2 separate regions of the Manis javanica genome follow, and region 1 is linked to region 2. A link is a contact called in public Hi-C data. All regions are on one chromosome and are shown on one strand. Each heading gives the region's core, a stretch centred on a gene start, on an enhancer-like site or on the middle of the called end of the contact. The rest is flanking DNA. Distances are from core to core; before and after follow the strand shown. Region 1 holds the start of ATN1 (atrophin 1). Region 2 holds the start of LOC108384823 (complement C1r subcomponent).

The links. A called contact is a pair of places that touch in the nucleus more often than the background predicts.
Region 1: a contact with region 2 is called in a Hi-C map of fibroblasts, with 6 times the contacts expected there. The contact joins the promoter of ATN1 here to the promoter of LOC108384823 in region 2. A contact is called at or near these places in 2 of 2 Hi-C or Micro-C datasets (blood and fibroblasts).

Annotation. Positions count from the first base shown.
Region 1 is chr15:25,587,033-25,594,650 of MJ_LKY, reverse strand. ATN1 (atrophin 1) reads left to right here and starts at 6,168. Exons shown (of 10, transcript XM_037004555.2): 1 at 6,168-6,914. ENO2 (enolase 2) reads left to right here. Exons shown (of 12, transcript XM_017642034.3): 8 at 1-96; 9 at 861-1,062; 10 at 1,302-1,410; 11 at 1,569-1,627; 12 at 1,942-2,829. The coding sequence ends at 2,011.
Region 2 is chr15:25,445,377-25,452,037 of MJ_LKY, reverse strand. It overlaps LOC108384823 (complement C1r subcomponent), which reads right to left and starts at 4,500. Exons shown (of 16, transcript XM_017642018.3): 1 at 4,352-4,500; 2 at 3,635-3,863. The coding sequence starts at 4,353.

The DNA.
Region 1 (7,618 bases), core at 4,919-7,418, 140 kb before region 2:
ATGACTTGGACTTCAAGTCTCCTGCTGATCCTTCCCGATACATCACTGGGGACCAGCTGGGGGCCCTCTATCAGGACTTTGTCAGGGACTATCCTGGTGAGAGCACAGGGCATGGGGGAGAGGGGACATGCTGGGATAGCTCTGGACCTTACAGGGTGTCAACTTAGGTACCAGGTGGAGGTGTCCTAAGAAGAAGCTGAGAACCAGGGCTGGAGTGCAGGGACCCCCTGCCAAGATGCTTTGTCTTGGTGTAAGTGTGCGCTTAGGTACCTGTGGTGTCCTGCTCTGTCTACTCTGGGTCCTGATTAAAATCCTGGGCTCTGAAGCAATTGAGATCATGGGACGGGCATTGGAAGATCCCAGGCAAGGTAGGAGGGTGACTGGACCCTGCAGGGAATTAGCACATTTTGATATTTTTGACTGAGGGGCTTGTGGCTGCTGGTTGGAGCCGGAGGGAGGTGATGTGTGAGGAGAGCAGGCCGAGGAGGGCTGAATTGCCCTCTCCAGGTCTGCTGAGGGCTTTACCTCTGCATGGAGGCAGCGGTTCCATCTGCTTGAGAGAGCAAGAAAAAATGGACATAAGTTGCCCAGTGGAGGATTTAGAATCGTGAGGGGTGTCTTCTTGGTCAAGAAAATAGGAGAATGCACAGAGAGGTTGTGAGAAAGGTTCTGAACCCTTGTGTTTTGAAGGGTTTTATGAGAAGCAAGGTAAGGCTCAGGGCTTATTGCAAGGGAGTGAAGCAAGGATGAGGGGGCCCAGCGAGCCAGGGCATCTACCCGTTTCAGAGGACCCAAGGGGAGTTCCTTCCTGATGCAGAGACCCTGGGAGGCTCAGCAGTCCCTCATTGGTCTCCCCACAGTGGTCTCCATTGAGGACCCCTTTGACCAGGATGATTGGGCTGCCTGGTCGAAGTTTACAGCCAATGTAGGGATCCAGATTGTAGGTGATGATCTGACTGTGACCAACCCAAAGCGTATTGAACGGGCAGTGGAGGAGAAGGCCTGCAACTGTCTGCTGCTCAAGGTCAACCAGATCGGTTCAGTCACTGAAGCCATCCAAGCGTGAGTGCCCCCTGGCCCTTGCAAGTGGCTCCCCATCTGATCCTGCCCCCAGATGTTGCAGGGAGTGGGAAGTCGGAGTCACCTTCACAGCTCTCCTAATTCTGCTCCTCCCGCCCCTGATTCTCTGCCCCCCTCCCAGACAGCTTTCCTCCTGAGGTTTCTTGACATAGACCAATGTTGGGGCTAGGAAGAGCGCTCAGTGTGAGGGGCTGGGGGTCAGTGCTGGTGTGTGCATGCAGGTGCAAGCTGGCCCAGGAGAACGGCTGGGGGGTCATGGTGAGCCATCGCTCAGGAGAGACCGAAGACACATTCATTGCTGACCTAGTGGTGGGGCTGTGCACAGGCCAGGTGAGTGCGAGAAAGACCTTTGTGGAATTGGGTTCTAGACTCGGGTGGGTCTCTCCTTCCAGGTGTTTGTGGGTGTCGGGGGAATTTCAAGGGACTATAAGTTCTTTCAGTGAGTGAAGGAGCAGCCAGTGAGCTGCTTATCTTTGGGGATGTTTCAGATCAAGACTGGTGCCCCATGCCGCTCTGAGCGTCTGGCAAAGTACAACCAGCTTATGAGGTGAGGGAACCTGGGGAAGGGGAGCCCGGGGCCCAGAGGGTTTAAAGCTCTGTTCATCCGCTGTTCCATCACCAGTGCCCAGGGCCTGGAGAACAGTGAATGCACAGGAAGTGTTTCTTGTTTTATTTTTGTTTTTGAATGGTGGGTTTGCTGATGGCCTGATTGGGCAGGTCACTGGGAAAGCCAGGGCATGCCCATGCTTGGGCCTGGACACAGGAGCAGGTGGCATGAGGGGCTTGGATGGGGGACTCCTAGAAAGAGAAGCGGGATCCTCCTGTTTCTTTGACTCTTTTCTTTCTGCTCGTCTCTCTCAGAATTGAAGAAGAGCTGGGGGATGAAGCTCGCTTCGCTGGACATAATTTCCGCAATCCCAGTGTGCTGTGATCTCTCCACTTGCCTGGAGACTTGGAACCCCTCTCCTGTCCTCCTTGGACCTTTTTCTTCCTGTCCTGCTCTATGACCTTTCACCCCGATGCCCCGGCTGAGCTGCTGCGCTGTTCCTTGGCTTATCCTGGCCCTGCTGCCTCTGCTTTCCACCCTCTGGGTCCCACACTCTCCACTTCTACCTTTCTAGTCTCTTTCCTCAAAAACTGGCCATGGGACTGAGGGTTATAAGGGGTGCATGGAAGAACCATCATAGTCTGCGATGGGAGCCTCAGGGTTGGTTGCTGAGGTGTTTAGAGAGGGTCCACGTGGCGCTTGTGCTTTGGGCTGGTTCTGTGTTTTCCATGTTGCCCACCAGCCAGGGAGTGCATGGTGCTGGGGTGGAGGGGAGTGGTGGCTGCGTGATCATGCCTGGTTTACAACTTCAGTGTATTATTTACTCATTTATTTTTCACTCATCCTGTTACTTAAGCATTTCCCCATTAAGTCCAGGGCCCAAAACTGGCCTGACTGGAGGGGACTGTGTGTCTGTATCTCCTGTGGCTGTAGATTCTGAGATTATCTGGGTGGGAGGTCTCTCTGGAAATGAGAAGGGTAACAACGGGCCCTTGCTGGCAGTTTCTTTGTGTGTACGAACCCGTAACCGAAGCCTGGTTCCATCCAGCAGTGGGCTGCGCATCTGGGGTCTCTTCCCAGTAACTCTCTCCCCAGCCCCAGCTTGCCTGGTCTCCCCCCAACCCCCCAGGGCCATGTTCCACAGTCCTCACCACCTCTGTGGTGCTGAAATGAGCACCACCATTAAAGTCTGAGTCACAGTGCGCTGTTGTCTGAGGAGTCTTACTCTGGTAAGGGGAGAGAAGATGGAGTGCCTGGAAGTTGGTGAAACTGGATAGCAGAGCTGGTGAGATGCACATGAGGAAGAAAGCAAATATGGCCAGGATGGCAGCCTTGCCAACCCCACCCTGGCCTGGCAGGGACCATATTACTCCTGTCTTCTCAGCAGCAAGCCTGGACCCAGGACCTAGGTGAATTAGGGGCTCTTAACCTGGGGTCCAAGAATTCCTAAAAGTCTCAAAAATTTTGTGTGCATATGCATTTTGGGGGCAAGGAGTCCAAGTGTTTTCCAATGATTCCCAAAGGGCTTTGACCAAAGGAGGGATAAAGCTGTGGACTCGAGTAGCTCCCATAGAGGGCCTCTTCCAAACAAAATCTTGGCTGCTTCTGGGCTGGAACAGCCTTGCATCATCCCTGGAGGATGGGGGACTGGGGAGGGCAAATGGTACCAACCAGTAGATACAAAGGTGGCCTGAGGAAACTGAGTCTTCCAGTAAACTGGAGATTCACGACCTGAAGTGCTCAGCAGGCACCTTGACTGGGTCAGCCTGTGAGGGGCTGAGACCCCAGTAAGCCTTCAGCTCCAGTGGAGCCCCTTGCTGAGGGGTGGGGGGAGAAATCCTTACAGTGCTCCAGAAGTGGGCAGTGCCGTGGTTGGTAGGAGCTGCACGTGGGGAGCGGTACCACTAGGGGGAGGCACAGTTCCGCAGGCCACCACACTGGGCTAGCGATGAGTGGGGATGGGCGGAATCTCAAGGTTGTTTCCTCAGTGGGCCTCCCACTCTGCTTCTCATGTTCTGGTCCTGGGCTTCTGCGCCAACCTGCCCAGCACCAAGACTAGAGGGATTCCAGTTCTGTGTGGGCGGGACCCACTGCTCTTCCCCTTCCTGTGTCACTGACACCTCAGCCATTTTCAATTCAAAGAGCTCCGGTCCCCTCTCCTCTGTGCTTCAGTGATCTTTCTCTGTATGTCTCCCCTCCTCTGTATGTCTCCTGGTGCCCCTTGCTGTTTCCCTTGGGGGCTCACTGTCCTTTTCTCTGTGCTCTTGTTTTTCCCCCTGGGGTCCATTATATCTATCTGGTAACTTACGTACTGATCAGGACGATTCTGGTTGGAGCCACAATTCCTGACCTTTGCCCTTTATTCCCTCCTTACCATCTAGGTCGCCACTCCCGCAGCTCTGTCCACCACCTCTCAGGTACTGGGCTGGACTGGGTTACAGCTAGCTCAGCCTGGGCCTCCTAGGCCCCTCTCCACTTTCCCTTTGTGCCGTTGCCTGGAGACCAGTAGGTTGTGGGGGGCCGGGACTGACTGGGAGCTGGGGTGAGGGATGATGGGGTGTATGTGTGTGGGAACTATGAGCCTGGCCCTCAGGTAGGGGAGGAATTGGAGGGTTTAGGCCCTGGCTTCTCTTCTGACACTTCCCATACCCTTTTCCTACCTGTGCCTAAATTTTTCTTTTAAGCTCAGATACATCAGTTTATCAAAGTGGTGAAAAAATGGAGAAAAGCTCAGGCTGGAAGGGAGTTGGGAAGGGCCTGGGCCAGGGCCCAGTGGGAGACTGGGCTGAGAAATGCAGAGGAAATGCGGTAGGGAGGGAGGAGGGGAGGAGCCTGGGAACAAAGTGGGGGGAGGGGGCAATCCTAGGGCTTTGAGGACAGGGAGGGAGCACTGGGGGAGGGGGCAGGAGGCTGCAGGGGTGGGGGTCTCTGGAAGACCCTGAGGGATGAAGTAGGTGGGCCTGGGGTAGTAGAGTGAGTGCTAACCAATTCAGGAGAGCAAAAAAGAATGATACATTCTTGGGTGAGAAGCCTCGCTCGGGTTCCCTAGTGCTTTAGAAGCCGTTTAGAGCTTTTGGTTATTCCTAGAACTTGGCTGAGCCCGGCCAAGGAAATAAGGGGCAAAACCTACTGAGTTTGCTACCGAGCCAACCTCCTTCCCAGGAGGCTTGGTGGGATCTTGCCATTCAGGGCCCACCCTTGGCCTCTAGCTGACCAGGCCCCGCACTGACCCGACCCCCACCCCAAATCTAGAGAGTTACTGGGGACTCCCAATCCAGACTCCAGCTCCAGTTCTTCCTGTTTCCCTGCCTGCCTCCCTCCCATTATCTGGCCTTCCCAGTCTCTGCTGCCAAAAATCACCCAGTGTCTTGGTGTCCTTTGTCCTGGGAGATGTTGCTGCTTGGTGTGGGGCCAGGGAGGGAGCCCAGAAGACATTGGTGGTGGGCGGGTAGGGTGCTGCCTTTAGGACTGAACTGACAGTGTCAGAGTCTGGGGAGCGTCTGAGGAAAGGCAGAGCCTGTGGTCTATATGGGGACCATCTCCATATTAGAATGATCGGGGACCCAAGGCATGTAGGGGTGGGGCTCCACTGTGAGGCTGATCCCCACCCAACCCCTTCCCTGTGGCCCCAAGTACCATCTTCAAGTAGATCTGAGAAGGAAAATAGAGATACCACCAGCCAGAAGGGCCTGAGGATGGTGTCCCACGCCTAGTCTTCGCTTCCCCACTTCGGGCTTGCCCTCCCCCATGTCCACCATTTCCTTCTGCTCTCCCTTCTGTATGTCCATCACTGGCCTTCCCTCCACAGTGCCCTCAAAAGCCTTGTTTATCTTGCATTTCTTATGGGCTCCCCCCCCCCCCCAATTCTATCTGCCTTGTTTTACCAACCAAGACTCTCCTGGAAAGGCCCTCCCATTGCCAGCCCCAGGGCCTTCCACCCTCCCATCCCACCCGGCCCCAGCCTCCTCAGGCCCCGCCTTCATTCCTACGGACTCCGCAGCTTTCCCTTCCCTTTCCACACTGACATTTCCGTTCTTACTTCTTTCCAGCTTTTCTTCATCACCCCCAAATTCTTGTATTCTGTATTCTTTTCCTAACACCAACCACCCCCACCCCCAAACTATACTCTTCCGGAAACCCATCCTTTCTCCATCGGCTCCATTTCTTACCCTCTTTAGGACCCCAGTTCTCAATTCCATCCCAATTCTCTCATAATTGCCCCCCAACCTCTCCCGCTACAAGTCTGCCACAGACTGTCACCCCAAGCTTTTTCACCTCTCCTTGTCACACTCCCCCAAAGCCCCTGCGCAGCCCCATCTTCCCAGACCACCCCATTACCCCAGTCTCTGCCCACACCCACAGCCCCCACCTCACATCTTCCATAGACCCCCTTTGCCCTAACTTCTCCGGTCTCCCCCATATCTGCCCCTTCAACCGCACCCCCCCTTCTCTACCCCTCTCCGGCGCCGGGCCCGCGGGCTCCCACCTTCGCCGCGGCGACCCCCTCCCGGCCCCGGCCGCCCGGCCCCGCTCGGGGCCAACTCGCACGGCGCCTCCCCCTCTCCGGGTCCCCCGAGCTCCCCCCTCGCCGCGCGCCTCGCGCGCCCTCCCTCGCGTCTCCCTCCTGGCCCCTCTCCCCGGCTCCTCCGCGCTCCCTCCTTCTCCCTCTTCCTCCCTTCTCCCATCCCCCTCCCCGAGCTCCCTCCCTTCGCCGTCCGCTTTCCTGTACGAGTCGCCGGACGCGCCGCCCAGCCCGTGCGCAGCCCCGCGTCGGGCCGGGGCCTCGGGCCGGGACCCTTCTGGGGGGGGACCACCGGCCTCGGGGAGGGGACAGGAGGGGGCGAGGGAGCCCACCGCCCGGAAAGGGGCGGGGGCCGCGGGCGGAGGCCGTCTAGGGGCCCGGGGATCGCGCGAGTGCGGGGGTGCGGGGCGGGCGCGGGCGGCGGGTCAGAGACACGCAAAGGGCCGGCCGGGCCGCGGGGGCGGCGGCGCGGCTCGGGCTAGCAGCGCGGCTCGGGCGTTCCGGCGGCCGGGGGAGGCGGCGGGCCCGGGGAGGGGCCGAGCGAGAGTAGGAATCGGGCCTTGCTCCACGGGCCGGCGGACGATCGGGGCCGGGTGGGGGAAACGGGGAATGGAGGCCGCCCTCCGGGGTCGGGGCCGCCGCCGCCGCCGTCGCGGCGGCGACTGAAGCCGGGAAGAGGCGGGGGAGCGGCCGTCGCCGCTCCCCGGAGGCGCCGGAGCCCCTAATCCCGCTCGGAGCCAGCCAGCCGTCCCGAGCTACAACCAGGTAGGATCTGCTACGACCTGGGCCCCGGGCCCGCCCGGGTTCTGGCTCGCGGCTCCCCACCCCCACCCCTTCCAGTTCCTCCTCCCGCCGCTGCCGCCTCCTCCATTTGTTATGTTCCCGATCCGGTCCCCCCACTGCGGGCAGTGCCCGGCCTGAGGCCGGGGGCTCAGAGGGTGGGGCTGGCCCCAGAGGAGGGATGGGGCCGGGGCACCCGGTGGACCGGGAAGGTGGGGGGAGGTGGGATGGTCTCAGGAGGAGGCCTGATGGGGCAAGAGACTAGCCAGGACCCCGGGATCTAAAAAGGAACACCGAGGTGGAGGGTTGGCGGAGGCAAAACGGGGGATGCCCGTGAGGGGGTTTCGGGGAGAAGGCAAAAAGGAATGGGGAGATGGCAGCGAGGTGGGGCACGAGGGCTACAGGAAAAGCCCCAAAGGCCCAGAACCCGGGCTTCAGAGCCGGGGATTGGGAGCGCCGGGCATAGGAGGGAGTGGGAAATGGGGAAGGGGTGTGGTAGGTGGAAAGAGAGGGATTGTGGCTGATGAGGGAGGAGAATGGAACCTGGGAAAAGGGAGGCTGGGAAAGGGCCACGGAGAGGTCTATCTTTGAGAAGAACCTGAGGTGTTCCCGTGTGAAAGTGGGAAGGTGATGCCTTTGTGACTCGGTTTTCCTTCCCCTATGCCAGTCACCTCTGACCCCGTTTTCCC
Region 2 (6,661 bases), core at 3,251-5,750:
TAGTGTCACAGCCTTGAATCAGCAAATATGCACACTTAAGTCCCTCCCATCCAGCGTCTTCCACCCCCACCACCTTCCACTGCTCTGGGTAACTTCCTGTGGCCAACATCTGTGAAACAACAAGGCCCTCTGCAAAGACTGAGCCCCTGGGGTTCCTGCCCTTTCCTGGTTGCCTTCTGGAGTGTCCCTCCTCTTAGCACACAAATTGTAAATGAAGCCTCCACAAGCGGTGGAATCCAAGGACACAAAATTGTACCCCGTGTGGGTACGATGCTGCTGTTGCTTAATCACTTTAGGAACCTAATGAGCAAAACAGAGTGAACACGTGACTGAGAGTCCTAAGACTTGTGTCACATTCCAGACTTTGCTCCTAACTCCCTGTGTGACATGGTGAGTTTCATAACCACCCCAGACCTCAGTTTTCTCTCCTGTAAAATGGTCTGTCAGGCCTCATCCAGCCAGGACATCACAATGTACGGCAGCTCTCTCCACATCTGCACAAAAAACAGTGGCCAGGATGGTACTGAGTATCTGCCATTCAAAATTCATTCTGCCATGTGTCCAATCAACACGGCAAGCTTGGATTTCATCCATCTCTCATTTTTCCCTCAACATACAGTCATTCTGTTCTGTGTGTGAGATGCTGTGCTGTGTGCTGGGGATACGGATAAGAATGAGTCACAGTTCTGCTCCCAGGGAGCCCACAGTCTGGCTGAGGATACTGACAAGTAAAAAATGAGCTAGACCACAGTGTGTTCGGTTCTGCGTTTGAGGTGTATGTGTGCATAAGATTTGCTCTGGAAATGGACAGGAGCGAAGAATCCTATTCCTGACCTTGAGCTCCCTCAATGACAAGGGAAGAGTCAAGCCAGGATTCAAAGCAGGGCTCATGGTAGGTGCTCAGCACACAGAGGCTGAACAGAATGAATATAACCCTGACTTCTGATTTAATCTGAAACAATAAATACATGCATTTGCCTCCTCTCCCACCTCCAATCCCACTCATATGACAGCAAAGGGATAAAATGGTCTATATGATCAAGAACAAAAGGGTGAGAGGGGAGCTGACAATGACATTTTGGAGGATGGAATGGAGATGGACACGTGGCTTCTGGAGTCTGCAAAGCTGAAAGTCAACACAAAGCAAGTAAGTTCTCAACACAGGAAAGTTTCAGGAACTGGGGTGACCAGGAACCCCTGAGGATGAAGATGAGGGAGGGGTTGACAGACCGCCTGTGTAGGAAGACCTCAGAACTCCAGGTCCCTTTGCCCACCCGGTGCATCTGAGCAAGTCCCTCGGGCTCACACTAGACCTGAGGCAGAGCTGAGTGTGGGCCAGAAACCCTGGGCTTGCTCCTCCAGTGCACGTGACCCAGGGGATGGAGGGGAGAGGGGTCAGGTGAAAACCTACACATCAAACCGGGAAATGCCCTCCCAGCTTATCTGCTGGTGATCCTGAGCAGGAGCCTAGAGGCTGGCGGTCCCCAAAGACAATAGTTCTGCATGCTGACATTTGCGAGGCCCCCAAGAACACATCCAGGTCACCTTGTTGATGACACTATTTTCAAACCTGTTATTTCACAAATTTTAGCTGTCTGTCTAAACAGAGTATCCAGTGCCATGCTAGCACTTCATTCTTCAACAGGAATGGACAGCCAAGACTATCAGACACTGTGGGAGAGTCTCTAACATGAAAAACAGAGACCAAAACAAAGGAACTTGAAGAAGTAGAGACAATACAGGGAACAGAAGAAACCATTAAAAATAGTCCCAACAGAGGGAAGAGAATAGATATCGCCTGAGACAAGAACAATATTCTATATAAAGGCATGCTTAGTAAAGAATGGGCCTTTAGGCATGAAAGAAGTACATTGGCAGAAACAAAACAAAACAGACATTAATTAAAAAGTTGGCGGTAAAAGTGAGAATATCTCCCAGAAAGTGGAACAAAAAGACAAACAGCTGCAAAAAGAACAGAATGGATAAACAAGTTAGAGAATCAGTCCAGAACATACAACAGCTAAGACCTGGGAGTTCCAGAGAGAGGACAAAGAAAGCAGCCACCAGGGAATGATTTAAAAAGAAATGCAAGAACATTCCCAGCATTGAAGGACCATGTTTAAAGAGCCTCTAGATTACAGAGCACTGAATGATGAGTACAGGACGACCTGTATCAAGGCACATCGTGAAGTCCAGAACCCTAGGTAATAAGGGAAGTCTTCTCAAAGTTCTGGAGAGGAAAATCTAAGAGTCAGGAATACTGGTACCAGACTTAACACCAGAGCTAGAAGACAATGACATCAAAATTCTGGGAGAAAATGACCTATAACTTAAATGCAATTAAAAGCAACCACTCCCTTATTTTGGAGGGGAATGTGCTCCTCCAAAATGAAGGAGTGAACCCAGAAACGTGGGCTTCAGTTCTAACATGGGAGAGATGAAGGAAATACCCAGAATGAGGGAGAAGGGAAATCCCAGATTGGGTGCAGGCTTAGCCAAGAACTCAGACTGAAGAAATAAATCAAGAGATCTTCACGTGGGATGTCGCCAGTACAACGGACTAAGAGATTGAGATTTGTAGCTGAATGTGTCAGAGAGAAGATTTACTCTCCTGGCTGAGTCTGGGAAGACTAGCCACAGAGAGAACTAAACAAACTGAAAAATCAAAACAGAAACAAACAAAAAACCCCAAAGAACTTCATGTAATTATTGACTTCTGGGAAACCCAAAAGTTGGAGAAGAAAGGAAATATAATTATTGTACACCATGTGCTGGATGTGAATATTTTAAGTCAAAATAATGTAAATAGTGAATATAGATTTAACTAAAAATGGTAATACAGGGAAACTGGGAGGATGGGAAATGTGGGTGGTAAAGGTCTAAGAGAGGGAAGTTTGAGATTAATAGGTAATAGGCCAAAAAAAAAAAAGCATGCTATTATACATAGGAAAATAAATGCCAGATGAAACAGCACCATGAATTGTAAATGACTGCCCCCCCCTCCCCAGGAGTCACAGTGGTGGGGGGAGGAGTAGGCTGGAGACGCTGGTTTTCATCATAAGCCTGTAGTACTCTGATTTTTTAAAAAATTATGCACATGTACTATTTTGATACAAATAAAATTTAACCCAAAAGCTAATGTGAAGAATTGTTTTTAGAGTGTCCTTATTCTGATTAAGGCTCTTGTCACAAGTTTTTCGAAAACTTTTCTAAGGTAAACTTGAACTGTCACCTAACATTGTTACTTACGCTGAGCTTCCTGACCTCACAGCGCAGGCACTCGATGAACGCTTGTGGGTGGGCTTTTAACGGCTGAGGTGTGAGTCTTGCCCTTTCACCTTAGGGTCTTGTGGTATGTGTTTGTCCCTTTGTAGGGCTTCAAGTGGCAGGCCTGTCTTCCCGCCCCCTCCTGTGTTCTGTGGGGCCCGGATGGCAGCAGGGGCAGGGACAGGGTGGTGGGTGGAAGGCTGTGTGCTGGAGTAGCCCTCGCCTCCCAGGTAGGCCGCCCCCTTCCCCCGACAAGGGCTCTTCATCCATCCTCTGTGATCAGAGCACAGCCACCTCCCCCTGCACCTGTGCTCCGGGCCAGCAGGCCCCCTCCCCGGGTTCCTCCAGGACCTGGACCCCAGCTCACTGTGACTGAGTCCCCCTCACAGTTCTGGGACGGCTCTAGGTCGAAGTCCTGGAAGACCAGCCTCACGGCAAGGCCCTCTGGAGCCCTGATGTCAACGATCATCTCTTGGCCTTTGACATATGGCTCTGGGTATCCAGGAGATGTCAGCTCCTGGGGTAGCAGCTGGGCCAAGAGTGCAGAGCCCTGCATGGGCCAAGCCTGGAGGACTCCCCAGAGGAGCAGCCACCACCTGTAGAAGTGTGAGGGCAAGATGAGGTCCCACAGCTGTGGTGTGGGGCCTGCGGAAATATGAGGTGTAGGGGCAGGTGATGCTAATGGTTTGAGGCCTTAGCAGCTGGCCTCGGCCCTGGAGACTGGGCCCTTCTGGCTGTTCCCTCATTGCCCCTCCTCAGCCCGGGTCCTTTAGCTGCCTGCCTTGAGCCCCGGGACTCTGAGTTTCCCCCAGCACTCCTCTCGTCCAAAGTGGGGCTGTAGCCCACCCTGGGAACTGAGGGGGCAACAGTGCACAAGTGAGGGACTTTTAGACACGTTTGCTAGCTTGGAGCGCTGGGCCTGACCGCAGGGAAGGCTGCTGGGGGCCTCGGGCAAACTCCAGCTCCCCCTCTGCGTGAGCCGGTGGTGCGTGTGTGCTTGTGTGTGTGCCTGTGTGCCCCTGGGCCCCGGTGCCCCTCTCCCCACCCTTTTCCTCTCCTCCAGGTCGCCGCACTGCACACTCACATCTTCCCCGGGCAGCTTGTGGAGTGGGGGCTTCTCCAGAGGTACTTCCCTCACTCGGAGACCAGGTACCTGGAATGGGACAGGGACCGGCGGGAGGGGACACAGGTGGGGCTGCAGAGGGCCCCACGGGGGAGGAGGAAGTTACTGGAAATGAGTTAAGCAACCCTCCACGGTTCCCTTTTTCTAATTCCCTGGTTTGAGCGCCACCTGCTGTCGAGTTCAGGACTAGCTCACCCACCCAATCTAGAGGGGAAACGGCTTCCAAACCTCGCGGGACCTCAGAAGAGATCAAGGGTGGGGGCATTACTTTTTACTTTGTGCTTGTATCGCACGCTAGGAGGGCTCCTTGTGAGTTAGGGCTGTCGCTCTTAATTGGCCATACCTCTCCCTCTCTGCCTTTTCCACTCATTTAATTACCAGACCGTCTCTTGTAGGCGGTGGACCTGAGCGGCTTCTTCCTTCCTGCTCCTCATCAGGCATGGGGGAAGGGGAGTCAGCCACCTAGGTTGTCTTTTGAACCCTGCCCGCAACCGCTGAAGATGCTTGTCCAGCAGAGCTAGGCTGGGGCCCGGCTGGGGTCAGGCCCAGACTCTAGCTTCTTTAGACAGACACCAGGCGCCATGGCTGCGGGCAGAGGCCACCCTCCCTGTTTCTCCAGGAGGGACACTCACCCAGGGCTTGGAAGGGAGCCAGAAAGCTTAGTGGAGGCTGGTGGTCTTGTCCTCAGAGGAGGTACGTGGAAGGTCAGCAGCAGCCTGCTCCCCCAGGACACACTCCTTCTGACCGGGTGGGCTGCCCTAGGGGGTCCTGCTGCCCACAGAACCGGCTCAGAGCAGCCCCACTGCCCGTGGTCTGACCGGGCTGGGGAGGTGGGCAGGGGTGGGGAAGAATCCGCTCCACTGCTGGTCACGGGGCTGCAACCCAGGGGGCTCAGAGGCATACATGGTGGCAGCCTTGTCCAATAGTCCTGTTTTCCCTTCTCTCCCCATTCTACCTACTACCACTGTCGCCAGATGCTGAGAATGGCTCCCCGCACACTCCAGTCCCACTCTTGGTCTGTGCTTTAAAGAGACCCTCTGGGAACCCTGTGGCGCCCTCACGAGCAGTCCATCAGGCCAGCTGGCCGGCTGCATTCAGGCAGGGTCTGTGGTCCCCTGGCTCACCATTAGTGATGGCTAAAACAGCGCCCAGCCCAGACACATGATCGTGAAATGTGTGCCACTGAATCTTCAGTATATGGGTAGGAAGTCTCTTTGCTTCCCGTCTCCCCTCTATGCTAACTCCTGGAAAACCCCTACCCCCCGCAGCCCACTACCACTTCGCTAAGTACTTTTCTACTAACACCCTTTGGCCCCTGACTTTCCCTCCTCCCCTTCTGCAGGACACTTCCTCTACCCAACATAAGGTAACTAAATACAGTTGTAGTCCAGCAATCTAATCACAGAGGGAGAAAAATCTAAAGATACAAAGTAGCTACAGTGGTACACCTCTGTCCTGTTCTGTGATCCTGTAATAGCAATAAGCAGCTCCTTCCAGGCTCTCCCTAGGCCCTCCCGAACGACCAGGCTCCTCCTCAAGCTTTACTTCTCCATTCCTCTCTGTCTAGGAGCATCCTTCCTTCATCCTTAGTCCAAGGCAGCGCTTGGGAGGCAATCCCTCTCCGCCCCATCCCATGGAGTCATCTCCCTGGGCCCATGCCCACTGCTCAGGTCCCTGGTGGCATGTTCTCCTCTAACTCTTCCTTTACTTGCCCCCCTCCTCTCCATTACTTTTCTCCCTTTCTCCTGTGTTATTAATTTCCTCCTCTTCCTTGATGCAAGCTTCAGCTCCAACAGCGTCCTCTCCTCTGAGCATTATGTTGCTCCATCTTCCTGGGGAGGCTCTGGCCTGGCAAGGTAGAGTTGGGCTTGGGAATTTTCATTGTCTCTTGAGTAATAGCACAGTGGAGATGAGGACCCCAAATATCATGGTCAGAGCATGTGATCACGCCTGGGGAAGGGGTGCTACAGGCAACCCACAAATGCCAAATGCTCTCAAGTGAATTGAACTCAGCGTTTTACAGCCTCACCCTCTTTCCTTTTTTTTTTTTTAGCTTTTCCCACAAGGCTGATTCCTCTTTTTCCTGGTAGATCACAGGGCAGGAATTCCTCCAGTTAATTCAAATAATCACAGACTCTTAAACTCTTTGCAAAATGAATCAAACAGAGTAATGGGATTTTACCTTTATGTTTGAAAAGGGGAGAGGAGAGTCCCAAAGGTATTCTCTGGGTCTAACAAACAATCTCACAAGTACTTACGTCTTTTGGAAAT